2 separate regions of the Macaca mulatta genome follow, and region 2 is linked to region 1. Evidence: chromatin contacts called from public Hi-C data. All regions are on one chromosome and are shown on one strand. The core of a region is the stretch at or near the end of the contact, and the rest is flanking DNA. Distances in the headings are between cores, read along the strand shown. Region 1 holds the start of KDM4A (lysine demethylase 4A). Region 2 holds the start of PTPRF (protein tyrosine phosphatase receptor type F).

What was found. A called contact is a pair of places that touch in the nucleus more often than the background predicts.
Region 2: a contact with region 1 is called in a Hi-C map of fetal cortex germinal zone, with 4 times the contacts expected there. The contact joins the promoter of PTPRF here to the promoter of KDM4A in region 1. A contact is called at or near these places in 3 of 14 Hi-C or Micro-C datasets (fetal cortex germinal zone, fetal cortical plate and liver).

The regions. Positions count from the first base shown.
Region 1 is chr1:197,016,209-197,018,908 of T2T-MMU8v2.0, reverse strand. KDM4A (lysine demethylase 4A) reads left to right here and starts at 1,269. Exons shown (of 23, transcript XM_077960314.1): 1 at 1,269-1,387. All of the region lies in intron 1 of MED8 (mediator complex subunit 8), which reads right to left.
Region 2 is chr1:197,136,291-197,138,990 of T2T-MMU8v2.0, reverse strand. PTPRF (protein tyrosine phosphatase receptor type F) reads left to right here and starts at 1,338. Exons shown (of 30, transcript XM_077960287.1): 1 at 1,338-1,549. The region is part of intron 1 of MED8 (mediator complex subunit 8); the gene reads right to left.

The DNA.
Region 1 (2,700 bases), core at 20-2,519:
TGTGAACTCCCAGGCTCAGCAAAGTTACTAGTTTTGAACACAGGCCTGACTCCATATAGCTCTTTCCATGGCACTACCCCATTACTCACCCATGGTAATTTTGTACATTTTTTATGACTCTGGTTGTGGGTATTTTACTTTCCTACTTGACCTTCCCCATCACCCTTGACAATTCTGGGAACTCCTTAAGGCGACTCACTACCCCTCAGGAATCGCTCCTAATGATTCTAGGAAGCCCCCTCCCCCTCCAGCCCCCCAGAAGTGCCTCTTCTGATTCCCAGGATGCCCCCCTCTCCGCCCCAAGAGCTGCTCCTAATGATCCCCCAAATCCCCGCTCACTGAGGAAATGATTTTTTTTTTTTTTTTTTTGAGACGGAGTTTCACTCTTGTTGCCCAGGTTGGAGTGCAATGGCTCGATCTCGGCTCACCGCAACCTCCGCCTCCCGGGTTCAAGCGATTCTAATGCCTCAGCCTCCCGAGTAGCTGGGACTACAGGCATGCACCACCACGCCCGGCTAATTTTGTATTTTTTTTTTTTTTTTTTTTTTTTAGTAGAGACGGGGGTTTCTCCATGTTTGTCAGGCCGGTCTCAAACTGCCGGTTTCAGGTGATCTGCCCGCCTCGGCCTCCCAAAGTGCTGGAATTACGCGCGTGAGCGACCACGCCCGGCCAGGAACTGCTTTTTAATGACCCTAAGGACAGCCTCCCTCAGGGTCTGTCCTAATGACCCTCAGGGCAGCCTCCCTTCCCTGTCCAGACTTGACAGCGAATGAGGGGTTTCCAAGGACGCAGGATTTTGTTTTGAAAACTGAGACGCCCAAGACAAACCGGGACAAGACGGTCATCTTTTCAGCACTCCCTGAGCTCGGAAGCTGCCCCTAAAGGCCCCGACACATTTCCACGTTAGGCCAAGAGGATACTCATCCCAAGAAAACTTTGGCCCATCCTTTCGTTAGCGACATCCTGTAGTAACCTCACCGCCCTTACCCATCTACCCGACCGGCCCACTTCTAGGTACTAGCTTCTTTCAACCCTGATTAGTTATGGGTGGCCAGGAGCCCGCCTATGATTGGCCAGCTTCGCGATCCAGCTAGAGGCTCACTGGCCGCAGTCCCGAGTGGTACAGCGTTTCCTCCTGGCAACAGCCCGAGCCGGCGCTCATAGGCTGAGCACACTGAGGTCGGGACTGGGAGGTGGCTGCGGCGCGTGCTCATTGGCTGGTGTATGGTTTGCAGCCACCCTTGAATTGGTTGACTCTGTGCGGCTGCGCAGATGCAGACTTTAGAGGAGGCGGAGTTTCGTCCTTCGCCTGCTGGAAAAGCAGTAGGATCGGCCAGTGGCGACAGCAGGAGCTGAGCCTAAGCCCTGGCGGGGCTTTGGGCTGTAGGTGAGAACTATAGGGTTTTGGAATTCTTGAGGCGCTTTGCTGCTGTAGCCGTGACCGTGAATTTTGTGGGGGAGGGGCGGTGGGGGTGGTTCTTCCAGCGGTGAGTGATCGGCATGTTTCTCGGCCAATAGGAGAAGGAGCTTCCAGAATGTGTTCTGAGATTGGCCTTTTCCAATCTTCAGGGCCAATGGACGTCGGGAGAGGGGGGCGGGTCCTCTGGGCCTTATTTTCTTCTTCCTGCGGCGGAGCTTTACTCGCTAAGGCGGCGGGGCCGGGAGGGGCCGAACCTGTGCGCGGTGAGGTTCGGGGACCTTGGGGAGCAGGGTGCGCTGCCTTTGGAGTGATGTTCGCGGGAGCGGCTGCGAGGGAAGGGTGCAGGAGTCCGAGGGGTTCGTTAGCAACAACTAGCTTTATTGAGTGGTTAAGTACCGGGCCTAGTGCTTAGTGTTTCGCTTGCATCATCTGAGCTAATCACAGCGACCCTGCAGGGCAGGGGGTTGGGATCCCCATTTTACAGGTGGAGAAACTGAGACTCAGTCAACTCACACAGCCAAGGTCACACAGCTAATAGACGGCAGAGACCGGATCTGTATTCAGAGTTGTGACTTTGGAGCCGGTGTTCTTGAATCACTAGGCTTTGTTACTGATTGGGAGGGAAGGTGTCATGAAACGGGAGCTTTCCCCAGGGAATAGATTGGGGGAAGGGAATCGTAGGGTTGAAGAAGGGATGAACAATTGAGGTGAGGGTGAGGAAATCAGTTTTTCAACAGTTACCGATTGCCTACTCTGTGCCATGCATTGTTCTAGGCATACAAAGATGAATTGGGCCAGAGGCTGATGAAGCCCATTAGGGCCCCTTTGAAGGCCCGGGGAAGGGCCCCAACATTGTATTCACATGACTGTATGTTTTTATAAAATTTGCAAAAGTAAGATATTTTGGATTCATTTTTCTTTTTAAGAGGGTCTTCAAAATTAAATAAACTTCGGGTTTCTCCATACTTGGAACTGCCCTTGCAAAGGACTTAATCCAGATGGAGATGAGGATGTAAGCAGTATAGGGCAGTGGAAGGTGCACTTAAGAGTGGGCTGTGGGCAAATTTCCTGGTATGTAAAACAGGGATAACAGTATACCTGCCATGCAAACTTTCTGCCAGGTTCATGAAAAGCGCCTGTTTAGAAACACGCCTTATTTTCGATGGAAAGGAAGCCTAGGAGATACGGGTAACTGGATTTGCCTTCTCTCCTACCTTACACAGTTCTGCTCCCAGGGCTGTAACCAGATTTCTGGTAGATTGGAGGCAGTTTTCTCCTTT
Region 2 (2,700 bases), core at 89-2,588, 120 kb before region 1:
GAAATGTCATCTCTTCCTCTGCTCAGTTACCTGACCCAGGGCAGCGGGGGTAGGTTCCCCCAATCTTCATGGTGAAGCCTAGCAAGCAGTGGGGGAGAATGGGGGAGTGGGGGGTGGGGGGGGCGGGGCGGTAGATAGGAAAGAACTGGTGTGGCTTTGGCTGACTCTTCAGTAGTTGTAGCATGGATTGCATGGGGGCGGGGTCTGGAGGCAGGGGCTCTTGGGTTGAAGCTCATCAAATCCCTCTCATCAGTGGGTCTTGGAATAAATCTTCAGGTAGGTTGTTGGTTTCACCCAGACATTTCTAGGGTCATCATTTGAGTTTGATATGAGAAGTCAGAAACTCAATACTGAGATTTAAATTTGACTTAGAGGGCATTATCACGTCTTTAATTCCGAGGCCAATGTAAGGTTCACAGTTGGAATTGGTATAATATTGGGGTATTAGCCAGCCTCTGCTTGGGGTTGACACTAGGTCAGAGAAGTGGAGGGTGAGCATGAGGATGAAGGGGCTTTGTGTGGGGTTTCTGCAAAGCCAGTCTCATCTTGGATTCTAAGATTATTATTAAAGCTGGGTTGGTTTAGGGTCCTAAATGGTCTCAAGGTTGGGTGGGGTTTCAGGTCAGTATCTTTGTTTGGGGGTCCTTTTCTGGTGACTCAATCCCAACTCTGGAATTGAGAATCCCAATTCAGAGTGCATTGGTGTTGATCTGGGAATGGGAGAGCAGTACTGGAGTTTTATGTAAGGCTTGGGGTTCAGAAGAGAGAGAATTGGGGTCCATAGCAAGGTAGCTTTTGGACTTTAGGGTTCATTTAGGGACTGGGGGCTGAGCATTAGCACAGGGGTCCATTTAAGGTCCAGAGTTGGTGCTAACATCACTATCAAGGTTAGGGCAGGTAGAGTAATAAAGAGGTTTAGAGTCAGAATTGGTATTTGGGATCAGTACAGAGGTTCAGAACAAAATTCCTACTTGTGCTAATTTGGGGGCAGATTAAGGGCTTTGGATTCAATATTGGGTTTAGGGCAAGGTGTAGACTCAGTATCAGGTTCAGATCTGTATGGGGAGGAAATGCGGTCCTAGAATGGTATTAGGTTCATGCTAGGACTGGGAACCACTAGAAGGATCTGGATGTAGTATCAGAGTTTGGTCTGTCCATGTTCATTATTGGGGTTCGGGTTCAACATTGAGGTTCCGGTCGGTTTCGACTTGGCGTTGAGTTGTGGCCTCTCTGGGCCTCCGCGGCTCCGCGGCTCTACGAGCGAGAGTGCACGAGGGGAGGGGCGGCGCCGGGGGCGCGCACGGCAGGGGCAGGGGCGCGGGCGCGAGCGAGAGGGGAGCGCGCGGCTGGAGCTGGCGCGGGAGCGGCGGGAGCGGTGGCGGCGGCAGAGGCGGCGGCTCCAGCTCCGGCTCCGGCTCGGGCTCCGGCTCCAGCTCGGGTGGCGGTGGCGGGAGCGGGACCAGGTGGAGGCGGCGGCGGCAGAGGAGTGGGAGCAGCGGCCCCAGCGGCTTGCGGGGGGACATGCGGACCGACGGCCCCTGGATAGGCGGTGAGTGACCCCCAGGCCCCCCGCCAGCCCCCTCCGCGCCCGTCTCTTCCCCGTACTCCTTGCCCTCCCCGCTAGTCCACCCGGCGGAGCTGGGGGCGGTCCCGGGGGGACGAGGGCGCCGCTGAGGCCGGGCCGCGCCCCCACCTGCCGCGCCCGCAGCCTCGGCGAAGCCCCCCCCACGCCCCAGCCTGGCGGCTCCTCCCCGCTCACCCCGCGGCAGACGCGCCCCCAGCGCTGCCGGCTGGCTCGCTCCCCGCCGCCCCTCGCTGCCTCCCTCCCTCTCCGCCGCACCTTAGCCGCAGCCCGCCCCCCCTTCCCCCGCCCAGCGCAAAGTTTCCCGTTTGCGCTCTTGCTCCCCCTCATCAGTCCCGCCTCGTCCCCCCTTCTAGCGCGGACGCGCTCCGGGGGCGGCCCTCAGACCCCTCAGCCCCCGGCTCCGGGCGGGTCCAGGCCGCGCCCCCGCCCCCGCCGCACAGGCGCCCCCTCCCAGCCGACGGGGGATCCGCAGCCGGCGCGCCCGGGTCTCGCTCGCGGCCCCGGCGCACGTGCAGTCCCGGGCTGCGCCGGGCGCGAGTTTGGAGCCCCCCACCCCCTTCGTTCGCGAGCACGGGTTGGGGAGGGGCTGAACGGGTTGTGCCCGCCCCCAACCGGGTGCAACGCCCTGGAGGCCCTGGAGCGACCTGTCCCATGAGGACGTGGCCACTCGGACCCGCTCCGAAAGTTCACTCAGCGGCTGCCCCGCGTCCTGTCCCGAGCCGTGCCGGCTCCCCATCGTCGTGCCCACGTCTCTGTCTCGGCTGCTTTCTGTTTTCCTTGGCGTCTTTGCCTCCCCGTGTCAGTGCCCCTGCAATCCCAGGGTCTCTCCGGCTGTCTCCGTTCTTTTTCCCCAGATCACTCTGTTCTTTCTCCCCAGGTCTCTCCGTTCTGTCTCCCTGGGTCATCTTGTTCCCTGTTCCTGAGTCTCTCTGTTCTCTCCCCTTGGGTCTCTTCTGTTTCCTCTCCCTGGGTTCTGTCTCCCTCCCTAAGTGTCTCTCTGCCTCTTGTCTCTCACGCATCTCTTGGTGTCTCTGCACCCTCTGTGCTAGGCGCCCCCCCATTTCCCTGGAATGCTGCCCCTCTGGTTCTTCCACCTCGGAGGGGGAGGGGCTAGA